Regions from separate parts of the Sus scrofa genome. Here region 2 is linked to region 1. The links are chromatin contacts, called in public HiChIP or PLAC-seq maps. All regions are on one chromosome and are shown on one strand. Each heading gives the region's core, a stretch centred on a gene start, on an enhancer-like site or on the middle of the called end of the contact. The rest is flanking DNA. Distances are from core to core; before and after follow the strand shown. Region 1 holds the start of NAT10 (RNA cytidine acetyltransferase). Region 2 has its middle 45 kb from the start of CAPRIN1.

Region 1 (7,414 bases), core at 1,925-4,424:
CCACAAAGTAAGTGGAGAAGTGCTTCTCCTGAGAGGAGGGGGAAAAGCTTAAATCTCTAGTAGCCTTGCCTTACTTACTTGTTAGACGACTACATTTTTCTCAAGCAGGATTTTAATCCTTTACTTTAACAGCTGTTCTGAAGCCTAATCAGTCCTGTGCAGAAGACTGGCTCTTTGAGTGTGAGTAGTGAAAGACCACCTGATTTAGTAAAGTCAGTTTTTTAGTAAAGTCAGTTTTTAGTGTTGTGTTCTTAAAGTGCTGACTTCTTCATATTAGGAAGCCGCTGTGTTACGTCAGCAGACCAAATCTTTATTCAGCAAATTTGGGTACTCTTTGCCTTGCCATCAATGGTGCAAAATCACTATGGTTCCTGTTTCCATTGAATGGTCTTATCAAAGATACTGATGTGATGACACTAAAATATAGTAAATACCATGATGGAGCAACATGGTTGATGATAGGTATTAAGGCCATGATAGGTTATGACCTAGTCAAAGTGATCAGGAAAGACTTGAAAGGGAAGATTAAACCAAGACTTGAGGCTGAGGAGTAGTTAACTAGGTAAAGAAGGAGAGAGAATTGTGTGTCCAAATCCAATCCAGTGACTAAGTTTTTCACTCAAGTGAAAAGAGTATAGATTTATTAGAGCTAGAGATAGGCTGAAGCAACAGATAAGAACTACTATGAACAGTTTTAGAGTTCTATTACATGTTAACTTTAATCTCCATTTAACAGTTGAAAACTCAAGGTTTTTAAGGTGTGTGTATAGAAGGTGGGATTGGGAGGGAGAGAATAGCGGGTCACCTAATAAAACTGCCACTTAAGAACACTCAGTGCAGGAGTTCCCGTCGTGGCACAGTGGTTAATGAATCCGACTAGGAAGGAACCATGAGGTTGTGGGTTCGGTCCCTGCCCTTGCTCAGTGGGTTAACGATCCGGCGTTGCCGTGAGCTGTGGTATAGGTTGCAGACGTGGCTCGGATCCCGAGTTGCTATGGCTCTGGCATAGGCCAGTGGCTGTGGCTCCGATTCGACCCATAGCCTGGGAATCTCCATATGCCGCGGGAGCGGCCCAAAGAAATAGCAAAAAGACGAAAAAAAAAAAAAAACAAAAAAAAAACAGTGCAGTGTTGAGAACAAAATAGACGGGCTAAGAAATGGCTTTTGCAGTAGCCCATGTAAAATTATTACAACGTACAGTGGAGGGTGGTAGTGAATGGATTCTTTGTATTTACTATATGTAAGTGGCTACTGCTCAGTATTGTTGCAGACAATACTATCATTCTTCCCTAGGTGATCTTACCCAATCCCACGACTTTGACTCCAGCCAGCATTTTAGTTGCTTATAAATATCTCTTAAGTCCTAAACTTCCTGAAACAGATTATACTCAGCATCTTGATTGGTATGGCATAAGCATTCCAACTCCATCTCTCAAGGAACCTACATCCAGTTGCTCAGGACAAATACTTTGGATATCATCTTTTGATTTTCTCTCATACCCTGTATCTGTAGTCCTTAATTAGGCAAATCTACATGGTTCTATCTTGAAAATATATTCTGAGTCAGCTAGCACTTGTGACCACCACTGCTATCAGAACAGGTTAACTACAGTAGCTTATAATGGTTTTCTTTCTGCTTGTGCTCTCCTGTAGTGTGTGTATGTATGTATAATACATACTTTGCACAGCAGCCAGAGCTTTTTTTTTTTTCTTTCCCTTTTTAGGGCTGCATCTCTGGAACATAGAGGTTCCCAGGGCAGGGATCATAGTGGAGCTGCCGCTGCTGGCCTACACCACAGCCACAGCAATGCCATATCTCCAACCCACTGAGCGAGGCCAGGGATGGAACCTGCGTCCTCATGGATAATAGTTGGGTTCCTTACCGCTGAGCCATGATGGGAACTCCAGCCAGAGCCTTTTAAGAGGGCAAATCAGATTTTGTCACTTTCCTATTACTCAAACTCCAGTGGTTTACTGTCACACCTAGAGTTAAATTCCAGATCTGACACCCACATGCCCTTTGTTATCTGGCCTAACTTCCCAGTTTTTCCTTTGGTTGCTGTACTCTGGCTATGTTGGCTGCTTTGTGGAGACTTCCCATCGCCAAGTCACTAAGTGTTCAACCTAACGAGTGGGAAGACTTCCCTGAAAGGTTCTTAAGATTCGTTCTTTTAAATTCAGGTCTTTGCACCAGTGTCACCACCTGAATTCTTCCATTTCCCCTCTAAAGAAGCACCCTAGTTTTCCTTGCTGGATGGCTTTTTGTCTTAAAACTTACCGAGATTAAGTTTCACGAAGGGCAGGAATGTTTTGGTCACTTTATCCCTTGTCTCTGACATACTGACATTTCTTTGACATTAAATCAAAAGTTTAATGGTGGGTGTTGGACTAAAATGGTGGTGCTGCTTAGATTTGGAGGTACAGAATTAACGATTTGAGGAGGGAGTTTCAGGAGGGAAGAGGAATGAGTTCAGCTTCATTCTGATTGAGGCATCCAAGAAATGTCAAGCAAACAGTTGGATTCGTTTAAGTTCAGCGATGTGGTTCAAAAACACTAACTGTATAGGTGGCCCTTTAAATCAGCTGCTTGAGCAAATTCGTCGGGGAGGAGGGAGAGGAGGGGAGGTAACTGAAGAACAGAGCTCCAGAGCCGGCTTTCAGAACAGCGGCAGCATTTGACAGCCCAGTAATAGACCTAAGGGGATCTACAAAGTAGAGCAGCCGAATAGGAGAGTAGAAAAACCTATGGAATCCCAGGCAGATCTATGAGGTCATTACCGAGTATGAGGAGGGTCAAGTAAGATGAATGAGATAGGTGTGGAGATCGAGTTTCCTCATCTAGTTACGTTAAAATGGAAAGCTAATTTAAATAACTGACAAAATTACGCACCGATCCAGGAGCGTTTCGCATGAACCACGCTACCTACTGCTGAAAACCCTGGACCACATACCGTGTGCTGCCCCAGACCTATCTGGGCACCTGAGCTCGGCCCAGAGCAGTGACAGACCTGGGCGTGCGGGCGTGTCTGTGCTTATTCTGTCCTACGTAACCAGGGTATCTGACAATGACAAAATACCCCGGCAACACAGCTCTCGCGGGTAGAGACTAATCCGCACAGCCGCAGTTGCTGCAACCCCGCCTCCTGGGTTTCTGACGTCATCACTCAGAGACAGGGTTGCAAGAGGTCCCCTCGCTCGCTGTGGCCGCGCCGTCAATGCGCTGGCGCACGCACCGCCTACCATCGCCTGAGTTGTACCAGTCGGCCGTCAGGCATACGCTGGGGACGGCCGGCTGCTCCTGGTACCGCAGAAGGGGTTCCCACGTGCTTCCGCCTCACTGCTTGTTGGAGTTGGCTGAGGTCGGGGCGCAGGTATCCATCACGGGATGGCGGGGGTCGGTTTCGGGATTGGTGTCCGTGTCCTTCCTGGGCCCGGAGGAGATCGGCTCCAGGATGAACGCTCTGCATCCGTGCTGATACCGGAGCCCGCCGACTGCCTCCCAACCTGGACTCTCCTAGATGAGAGGATCCTCTTCCTCAGTAGGCGGTCACCCTCGGGAATGCTTCTCGAGCGCGTTCACAGGTTGCGTGGCTGATCTCCACCCTCTAGGGACTGTAGCTGAGGTGGGCGGGGGGATGTCGGGGTGAGTGAGTGGGTGACAGCCTTTTGCTTTCCACAGAGCTTGCCCACATTTCCCGATTGCAGCACTGGGCATTGAACTGAGGCAGTTTGATTCTAGATCCTCCTACACCCTTAGCTACTTCGCAATGCTTATTCTTTATATTCTTTATTCAGGACTTGGTTTTGTTTGCCAGTGCACCTAGAATGGTGCCTGGGACATAGACACCGTGTATATGTGTTAGACTAATAGATGAATGAGTGAAAAACAAGTCATCTTCCCCCTCATCCGTTAAGGCTTCCTTGTCCTAGCCCACAGTAATCTAGACTTTCATCAGACCACTGTCTGTAGCTGTTATTTTTACATCTAATTTTGTCTATCTTTAGACAGATTATCCCGCATTTCTTTCTCTTAAGTATTTTCTCCAAGGAAAATGAAAGCTCTTTGAAATCAGGTTCTACTTCTGGGGTTGCCGCTGTAACTAAATCGAGAAGCAATAAGTAGTTGTTGACCGGGGATCTTTGTGTGGCCAGCAACACAACTGATAAGCCAAATCAGATTGGTAAGCTGGAAAGAGTTCAGGTTCTGAAATCAAGGGTACCTGAATAAATCCTGCCTCTGTCACTTTTCCTTGAGTTACTTGAGATTTTATACTTGGTCCTTTCTTTGTAAAATAGGAGTATTGGTTGTGACATAGTGTTTTACAGTAGACAGAACAGCTAAAATCCATAGGTTAGAAGCCCAATTAAGGGAGGATTAAGGTTCAGTTAGTGAGCTTTATTCATGAAATGCAGCAAGCACTGAGGTTTCTAAACATGTCATTATTACTTTTACATTGTAGAGACAATTGAGATTTCAAATGTTTCTCTGATGTATTTATTATGATAATAACATACTGTTTTATCATATGTAATCAAAGTAATTTTTGAAATCTTATCTGTACAGGCTTCAGTCTAGTTTTCCCTCCCTTGAGGAAACAATTGGACATACTCCATCATAGTAATCTATAATATTCAGGGATTTCTTTTCCCTGACTTTGTTAATAATACATGTGAATTTAAAAAACCCCAGAACTCAAAAAAACCCAAACCAAACCAAACCAAAATAAGACTCACTTGTGATCTCACCATCTGTAAATAACTATTTTACAGTTTGGTGGTTTTTTTCCCAGTCTTTTTTTTTTTATTTCCTCTGTGTTTTATGTACATGCATATCCTGCCATGTTATCCTCTAATAAAAGCGTCTATATCCATATCCTTAGATCATTTTTGAAAAAGATTTTGAACAAATAATTTTGGACACTTACCTTATTTTCTCATATGTTCCCATAGATTTCTCATGTATTTTAATCATTTTAATTTTTTTTGGATATTGTTTCTGATTTTTAAAAAACTCCTCCAAACGGGTGGAAATTACAGCTTCCCTGTTGACTTCCCATGCCGAGGGAACATTTTCTTTGCCTTCCAAACTTAGTTTCCCAATTTAAAAAATGAGGCCGATGTATTCCCTAGGGATCTATTTGAGGGTTAAATAAGATAATACTTATAAGTGTGCCGTGTAGGCCCTAGCCCCACAAGAGGCAGCCAGCTGATGTTCCTTATCCACAACCTGGATGCAAAATGTTCATGCCACGTTGTGTTTCCATTCTTTCTGCTATAGTGACAGTTTTTCACCATGCATCGGAAGAAAGTGGATAACCGGATCCGGATTCTCATTGAGAATGGGGTAGCTGAGCGGCAAAGGTCTCTCTTTGTTGTGGTTGGAGATCGAGGAAAGGATCAGGTAAGACCTGGCAAACGCTTCCTGACTTACTCTGTGTCCTGTCCCAAAGAGTCAGCATGTTACAGACCCTCCGGGGTTTCACAAATAATGATATTAGGGTCCCTTTGACTGGTTTTCTTTAAGTGAAATGCCTAGTGGGAACATTCCTTTCTATCTTGGAAGTGATAAATACTCTATATTTGGAATTATTAACAGAGAGGTTAACAGCTTTTGATACCTGGGCTGGTGGACTGAGTGTAAGGGTTAGTGTCTGTGACCTTCCTTCTAGTCTCAACCTGTGCTCTTGGCCTGACTCTCAGTTTATTTTCCACGCCTGTCAAATGAAGTCTTGGGTCTGGCAGTCCTGAAGGTCCGTTTTGGCCCTGAGATTCTGTGGCTTTTTTCTTTGGCAGGTGGTCATACTCCATCACATGCTGTCCAAAGCAACTGTGAGGGCGCGGCCTTCAGTGCTGTGGTGTTATAAGAAGGAGCTGGGGTTTAGCAGGTAAGCTTGGCCCTTTGCGTGTCCAGTACCACATCCCATTCCTGCTCGGGAGTTAAATGCTAGGAAACCATTCCTCGACATGGATTGTCAGGGGTCGTCAGTGAAGGTGCTATCTGTGGACCCTTCCAGTAGAGAAAATAATAGAGCTGATGTCCTTTCTTCATTCCTGACAATAAATTTCAAATCCTTTTCATGCTCTTTAAGTTCCCGGCCCAATTCCTTGCTCCCTGCATGTGATTTTTCTTCTTAGTTTTCTCAACTGATCAGGCCCTTTTCATGCAAGTTCCTTCAATTGCTCTTGGAAGTCACTGGCCACCTGATGTCTGATGCAACAGTTTTTCTTCCTCTTTCTCCTTCTTTTCAGAGCTCATCCTTTACTAGTCCACTACTGTTTTGTTTTGTTTCTTTTGTTTTTTTTTTAAGGCCTGTACCCATGGGAGTTCCCAGGCTAGGGGTCACATCAGAGCTATAGCCACAGAATAGCTATATGCCACAGCCACAGCAATGCCAGATCCAAGCTGCATCTTTGACCTACACCACAGCTCATGGCAATGCTAGATCCTTAACCCACTGAGCGAGCCCAGGGATCAAACCGGAATCCTCATGGATACTAGTCAGGTTCATTACCACCGAGCTACAATGGAAACTCCATCACTACTGTTTTTGACCATTGGCTCGTCTTATTTTTTGAAGCTATGGAACTTACGACTTCTTACAGTAAACAGCTGACCTCCAACACAAACACACTTAGGCACAAAGGGAATGTATTAAAGTACAGTTGACCCTTGAACAATGTGGGTTTGAACTGAAAGGGTCCACTAAACACCTGGATGTTTTTCAGTAGTAAATACTCTAGTATTTAATCCTGTGGGATTCTGTCCTTGGGCCTCTTCTCCCTCTTTTGTCCCCAGATGCTTTGTCTCTGGGGTGGAGCCTGAGATCGTGTCTCAGCTCTGGCTGCTCTCTGCTGTGGTGAAACCCCCTGCCCTCGCCCTCTCCGTCCTCACCCACTGAGATGCTTCCCACTTTTCAGGGCTTTCCTCCTTCAGGAAGCTTTTCCTAAGTCCCTCAGTCATAGCACATGACCCCTCTGCCCTCTTCAGCTCCTGTCTTCTCTTATAGTGCTTGTCACCTTACCTTCTCCCTCTGGACAGAGTCTCTTGACCATTGGCCTTTTTTTGGTCTTTTCAGGGCCGCACCTACAGCAAAGGGAAGTTCCCAGGCTAGGGGCTGAATCCAAGCTACAGCTGCCGGCCTACACCTCAGCCATAGTAATGCCACATCTGAACCGCATCTTTGACATGTCAAAGCTTGTGGCGATGCTGGTTCCTTAACCCACTGAGTGAGGCCAGGGATCGAACCTGCATTTTCACAGACACTATGTTGGGTCTTTAACCCGCTGAGCCACAGTGGGATCTCCAACCACTGGCCTTTTTTTGACTTCCATTTAGTGAAGAGGCCTCTCCTACTTATCGTTATATTTTCCTATTTTCAAATAATCTGACGTGTTTGTAGCTCAGTTAATATCT
Region 2 (7,414 bases), core at 3,496-5,995, 92 kb before region 1:
ATCCTCAGATAGATTTTAAAACTCTCTTCGCTGTTGGCAAGAGATACCATTTCAAAAGGATGAAAACCACCTAACTACATAAACCAAAACCATGTAAATCTCAGACAAAGCTAACTAAATCTGATGTGACAGAGAAATTTAAGAAAAAATATTAAAGCATCACTAGAAAGAGGGGGTCACCTATGGAATGATGAGTAATTTCCAGGCAGTTATAAGCATTTCGGAACTTGTGTGTACCTACGAAGATGCCCTGAAAACATTTATAGCAAAAATGGAAATTTTAATATACCACTTTTAGAATAGATAAAGCAGACAAAAGAAAATAAATGTGAACAAATTTAACCAAATGGCATATAGAACTCAGTGCTCAATAATTCAATATTATACCTGCTTTTCAAGCACACATGGAACATTTACAAAAACTAATCCTAAATTGGGTTATAGAAGGTTGCAAAAATACAAAATAATTTATGTCATTTAAACCACATTATCTGCCTAAAATGTAATGAAATTAGCAGTTCCCCTCGTGCAGTAGAAATGAATCCAACTAGGAATCATGAGGTTGCGGGTTTGATCCCTGGCCTCACTCAGTGGATTAAGGATCTGGCGTTGCCATGAGCTGTGGTGTAGTTGCAGACGTGGCTCGGATCTCCCGTTGCTGTGGCTGTGTTGTAGGCCGGCAACTACAGCTCCGATTGGACTCCTAGCCTGGGAACCTCTATATGCCATGTGTATCCCTAAAATAATAATAGTAGTAATAATAATAATAATAATGAAATTAAAAATACTTTAGTGAAAACATAACCAATCACCTCATCATACTGTGCTCTAACATAGTTAGAAAAATCTAAACACTTCTAAATACATTGATCAAATAATAAATTATTATAGAAATTATTACATGTAGGACAAAGTAACATATATTAGAATAAAAGACAATTCATAATGCACTGAAAGCAATTCCACAGAGTATATACCAAAAGGGGGGGGGGACTAAAGATAGGCACAGAAATTAATGAAATAGAAAATAAGGAAAAAAGAAAGAATATCAATAACACTAAAATCTTGTTCTTTGAAAAGATTAATGTAATAGACAGCCCTCTACTGAGATCTATTCAAAGGAAAGAGGAGACAAACTGTATCAGGAATGAAAAGTACATAATTATAGTAAATTTTAAAATAATAAGAAAATGTCATAAATCGGAGTTCCTGTTGTGGTGCAGTGGTTAAGGAATCCGACTAGGAACCATGAGGTTGCGGTTCGATCCCCAGCCTTGCTCAGTGGGTTAACGATCCTGCGTCGCCGTGAGCTGTGGTGTAGGTTGCAGACGTGGCTCGGATCCTGCGTTGCTGTGGTTCTGGAGTAGGCCGACAGCTACAGCTCCGATTAGACCCCTAGCCTGGGAACCTCCATATGCCACGGGAGCAGCCCAAGAAATGGCAAAAAAAAAAAAAAAAAAAAAATGTCATAAATCAACTTTATGCCAAGACGTTTAAAATGTAGCTGAAATGAGCAGGGTTTTTGAAAACTACATTAAAATTGAAGAAAAATTATAAAAAATAAAATTAAGAGGAAACAGAAAACTTCAGTAGCTTTAAAATAAAGGGATTGAATCATTAATTTAAAATCTACCCATGAAAAAATGAAAAATTATTTTTTAGTGAACAGATTCATTAAAATCAAAACATCTGCTAATGCCAGAAGTTGTCAAGGATGAAGGAAAATGTGAGTTCTCAAACTCACTTGAGAGAGCCATTGGCAGTATCTTCTAAAATTGTACTTGGAGGAGTTCCCGTCGTGGCGCAGTGGTTAACGAATCTGACTAGGAACCATGAGGTTGTGGATTGATCCCTGGCCTTGCTCAGTAGGTTAAGGATCTGGCGTTGCTGTGAGCTGTGGTGTAGGTTGCAGACGCGGCTCGGATCCTGCGTTGCTGTGGCTCCTGGCGTAGGCCAGTGGCTACAGTTCCGATTTGACACTAGCCTGGGAACCTCCATATGCCACGGGAGTAGCCCTAGAAAAGGCAAAAAGACAAAATAAAATAAAATAAAATAAATAAAATAAAATAAAATAAAATAAATAGTATTTGGAGTTCCTGTGTGGCTCTGTAGGTTAAGGACCTGATGTTGTCTCTGTGAGGATGAGGGTTCCATCCCTGGTCTTGCTAAGTGGGTTAAAGATCCAGTGTTGCCATGGCTGTGGCATAGGCCTCAGCTGCAGCTCCAATTTGACCCCCTGGCCCAGGAACTTGCATATGCCACAGGTGTGGCCATTAAAAAAAAAAAAAAGAATAAAATAAAATTGTAGATATGGAATTCCTTAGTATCCTTAAGGACTCAGCCTTGTCACTGCTGTGCTTCAGGTTAATTCTGTGGCTCAGATTTGATCCCTGGCCCAGGAATTTCCACATGCTGCAGGCACAGCCAAAAATAAAAATAATTCCCATTGTGGCTCAGCGGGTTATGAACCCAACTAGTATCCATGAGCATGCAGGTTCGATCCCTCATCTCACTCAGTGGGTTAAGGATCCAGTGTTGCCATGAGATGCAATGTAGGTCACAGACTCAGCTCAGATCCCAAGTTGTTGTGACTGTAGTGTAGGCCGGCAGCTGCTGCTCTGATTTGGCCCTAGCCCGGGAACTTCCATATGCTACAGGTGTGACCCTAAAAAGCAATAATAAATTAAAAAATAAAATTGTAGATCTGCTCATACCCTATGACCTAGCAATTCTGCTTCCATGAATTTGCTATAGAAAAAAATAGATGTATAACCCTGGTCATTGCTGTATCTTGTGAAACAGTATAAAGAAAAAAAGTTGGGGGGAAAAATGTAATTGTAATGTATACATGTAAGGATAACCTGACCCCCTTGCTGTACAGTGGGAAAATAAAAAAAATATATTAAAAAAAAAAGTTGGGGTTCCTGTCGTGGTGCAGTAGTTAACAATCTGACTAGGAACCATGAGGTTGCAGGTTCGATCCCTGGCCTTGCTCTGTAGGTTAAGGATCTGGCATTGCCGTGAGCTGTGGTGTAGGTCACAGACGCGGTTTGGATCATGCGTTGCTGTGGCTCTGGTGTAGGCTGGTGGCTACAGCTCTGATTCGACCCCTAGCCCGGGAAGCTCCATATGCTGTGAGAGCAGCCCTAGAAAAGGCAAAAAGACAAGAAAAAAGAAAAAAAAGTTATGTAAATTTCTATCAGTAGGAGGTTAGATAAGTAATATATGTCTATGCATATGGAAAGAAAGGGAGACACTATCTAGCAGGTGAAGTGCATGAACTTAGATACATGTTGCAAGAAAGATAAACCTTAAAAACAAAACTTTGAAAAAGCAAGTTGCAAAAGGATACATATAGTATGATATGTAAAAGTTTGAAGAACATAAAGTAATGATAGGCTTTGAAGATTCATGTAATAGTCTCAGATAATTTTAAAATCTGGTTGGGATGATTCAAAACAATTTAAAGACAGTTCTCTGGGGAAGCAGGGAAGAAATGGCATGGAAAGGTATTCAATAATGTGCAACATTTCATTTCTTATTATCTCAGTGTAAACGTGTCAAAACTGAGCAGTGTTCCTGGATGTCCCTGTTATTTGTTGTATTTCTTTTGTATGTTTGAAACATTTTTAAAAATAGAGACAATAGTACCTGCTCTGTCTTCTTTTGTAAACATCGAAGGATATTTTCCAAATGTTCTGTAAACAGCAAAACTCTATGCAAATATGAGTGGGTGTCCCCTCCACGGTCCTGATGGTGAATGTCTTCTGTGTGGCAGAGCCTGGGGCAGAGGTGGGGAGCCAGGCCCCTGCGCTTCCTACAAGGTCAAGGTCAAGAGCATCTCCAGGAGGGATGCTGGCTCCAGCTCAAGTTGCCTGTGGAAATGGGTAGCATCAGAATTATTGAGAGCCCGAATCAAGGGCTTGGCCAGGGCACCCAGAGGAGGGAAAGTGTACCAGGAAGGTGAAAACCAAGGCTCCAGGTTCTAACCAAAGCCAGAAGGGAAATGGCTTGAACAAATTCTGCAGAGGAAGGCTGAGGTCCACAGCGGGTTTTCAGGTGGCTTCTTAACTCAGCTTTTTGTGAAGAATGGAACAAACGGGACTAGAGCTGTCATTACGTCTGTTAGACGTGGTACCTCGCAATTCTGTAGACTGGATGTTCCTTGTTCAGGCTGCTGTTTTGATGATGCTTCCTGCGTTTGAGACTCAGGCTGCATTTCTCTTATGTTGTTTGTGTTTGGCCTTGTATTGTGGATTGAAATGGTTGTATTCACATGAGCGAAGTATGTCAAAGAGACTAAAGACTGAATTCTAGCTCTACTGCTTACTAGATGTGTGCTCTTGGGAAAATTGTTTCACTTCTCTGAGGCTGCATTTTTTTCATCGGTAAGATGGGGCTCATGAGGGGGCCTCCTCTACAGGGATGATAAGGGATCACTTAGCAGCATGGTGCCTGACATACGAAACCCTTCATGAGATTGACCATTTTTTGTAAATAGTGATAATATCATGGTTCTGTGATTACTGCCAGGCATCCAAAAACAATGTATTTCACCAGGTATAGACCGCTGTCTTATTCCAGAGTCATGTCAGGAGAGATAATACTAATTATCCAATTAATAAAAGGCAATTAATCCTTTCTGGGACCAGTCCCTTTGCTAACACAGGGTTTCCAGGCAGCAGGGCCTATGTCCTCTGCTGACTGTCACAACAGATTCTGCAGCCTTGTCAAACCAGTCTGATCAGGACGCAGGGCTTCTAATCATTCCTTTAGTTCCCTCTTTAGCCAAGTCTGTACACTGAGGTAACCAAGGAAGTTGGTTCTAATATTTGGTTTAAGAAAGAGAGAGAGCGAGAATTAAGAGAAAATGTATTCAGGAACTAGATATGATAGTTGCACAATATTATGAATGTATCAAATGTCACTAATGACAAATTTCTGTGTATTCTATCACAAGAGAGAAAGATGCAAGGATAACTTCCAAGATTCATAGACTAATCCATCAGGTGCAAAATTGGACTACAGTTTCAGTAAAGAACTGAGACAGTAAGTAGTCACTTTAGAACTGACAGAGATGCATAAAAGATGTACATGTAGGAGTCCCATCGTGGTTCAGTGGAAACAAATCTGACTATCACCCATGAGGACTCAGGTTTGATCCCTGGCCTCACTCAGTGGCTTAAGGATCCAGTGTTGCTGTGAATTGTGGTGTAGGTCGAAGACGCAGCTCAGATCTGGCATTGCTGTGACTGTGGTGCAGACCGACAACTACAGTTCTAATTCAGCCCCTGACCTGGGAACTTCCATATGCCGCAGGTGTGGCCCTAAAAAGACCCCAAAAGAGATGTAAATATATCATGCACAACAGATAAAAGTATTCTGTGTCAGACAAGAATACTTTTGACCTCTAGTTTGTCTTGGTGAATGGAAATTCAGATCTGTCCAGCCTCTAAGAATCAACCGCATACCATTTGAATTCACCTTCATGGGAATAAGCAAAATGTGACAGGTTCCAATGGTGCCACTCTCTTGGTGTGGCAGTGTCAGCGTGGTTCTTCCTCGCTCAAAGTTGTCTGGCATAGGATTTACATTGCCTAAGAATGACATAAAACTCACCAGCTGTTCTTTTCTTTTCTTGAAATTAAAGTCAGGCATTAGTTATTTTTGGCTTCACATATTTAAATAAGAAATAAGAGTGTGTTGATTAGAAGACTTCTGATATAGAGGGGACTTTGAAAAACTTATGGTTACCAAAGGAGACGGATTGGGGGATGGATGGATGGGCTGGGGCTCTGGGATGGAAATGCTATAAAAATTGGGTTGTGATGATCTTTGTACAACTTTGTACAACTTGTACAACTATGAAATTCATTGAGTTAAAAAAATGATGGTTTCTGATACAGAAGGTCTTTTGCTGTATGTTAAAGGGGTTCTTTTTTTTTTCTTTAGGGCCCTCTAGTGGCATACGGAGGTTCCTAGGCTAGGGGTCCAGTCAGAGCTATAGCTGCCAGCCTACGCCAGAGCCACCTCAATACTAGATCTGAGCCGCATCTTGACCTATACCACAGCTCATGGCAATGCCAGATCCTTAATCCACTGAGTGAGGCCAGGGATTGAACCCACAACCTCATGGTTTCTAGTGGGATTCGTTTCCGCTGTTCCCATGATGGGAACTCCTTAAAGGAGTTCTAATCCAAGGGAAGATTGGAAGCTCACTTGTGACCTTCAAGATCCCAGCACAGTTGGGAGCCTCTCCATGGGGCAGAGGTTCCAAGTGCACCTCAGTGTATACAACAGGCACTCACGGTGTGTTTATGCTCTGCCCAGCACTTTGCTAAACTCATCACAGTTAATTGTCACAATCCTATGAAAGCAGGTCCTATTAGTATCCTCATTTTATTGATGATGAAGCTGTAGCCTGGAAATATAACTTTCCCAAAAATACATGGCTAATAGACTCAGGGTTGAAGAACTCCAAATCTCAAGCTATTTAACCACTAGCTCTATGACTTCTCTGTTCCACTCGGGTAGAAAACTGAGTTTCGCCATTTTTTTCTCCACCTCTTGCTGTACTTTGCTCTAAGCTGACTTCGTTGTCAAGCAGGCTTTTTCCACAAGGCAGCAAAGATGGCCCCAGCAGCTCTGGGTTTGCATGATTCTTGGCATCTGCACTTTCCCAAAGGAGACTAGGTGTGATAATTGTCCTAGGGAGGGCTCTGGGGCAGGTTCCCTACAAAATACTTACCAGCAGTTCTTCCCTTTCCTATGAGAGCTCCCACTCCTCCAGCAAGAGGTAGAGTCCATCTCCTTTCCTCTTGAATCTGAGATGATTTTCTTTGATCAACACAATGCAACAAAAGTAACATTCCAGAACTTCAGAGTCCAGGCCTTTAAAGTACCAGCACCCTCTGTTTTCACTCTCATGCCATGAAGGACCCCAGGCTAATCTCATGGAGAAAGGCCGCACGGGGAGGCCCTGTAGGATCGAATACCATGTGGAAGGAGGCCTGTGGAGGAAGATCAAGGCCCCACAGTTGAAGGTCATCAATCATCATGGCCCCAGACCTTCCAGCTTAGCCTGGATGCCAGCTAAACCCAGCTGCATGTATAAAACCAGCCAACACCACCTGGGGCAGAAGAATGCCCAGTCAACCCACAGAATCATGAGGAAAAAGGAATCATTGTTGTTTTTAGTTGCCAAGTTTGGGGATGAATGGTTACGCAGTCTTTGGCTTGGCATAGGTAACATCATGTGTCCGGGAGCCCCTAGGCCTCCGACTGGAAATACCTGCTTTTCTTGTGTCCTCCCTTGACATCTCAGTGGCTGTTCAGAAAAATGGTAGGCAAGTGGGGGAGAAAAGCTATGTTCACCTGCTTTGGGGGGGTTTGTATTAATGTAATTTTCAGAAAG

The links. HiChIP or PLAC-seq counts read pairs in DNA pulled down with a chosen protein or histone mark.
Region 2: a contact with region 1 is called in an H3K27ac HiChIP or PLAC-seq map of alveolar macrophages, with 8 times the contacts expected there. The contact joins the enhancer-like site here to the promoter of NAT10 in region 1. A contact is called at or near these places in 1 of 5 promoter capture datasets (liver), 30 of 47 Hi-C or Micro-C datasets (adipose tissue, alveolar macrophages, blood and 14 more) and 2 of 2 datasets of contacts at active chromatin or transcription factors (alveolar macrophages and skeletal muscle).

The regions. Positions count from the first base shown.
Region 1 is chr2:26,822,820-26,830,233 of Sscrofa11.1, reverse strand. NAT10 (RNA cytidine acetyltransferase) reads left to right here and starts at 3,174. Exons shown (of 29, transcript XM_003122875.5): 1 at 3,174-3,371; 2 at 5,279-5,401; 3 at 5,794-5,885. The coding sequence starts at 5,294.
Region 2 is chr2:26,916,577-26,923,990 of Sscrofa11.1, reverse strand. No RefSeq gene overlaps it. Among named protein-coding and RNA genes, the nearest start is that of CAPRIN1, 45 kb to the right of the region's middle. Within about 2 kb of position 4,745, at least 1 of the 83 cell types and tissues checked has an H3K27ac peak or open chromatin away from gene starts, as enhancers often do. A contact at or near this core is called in alveolar macrophages, where this site is marked.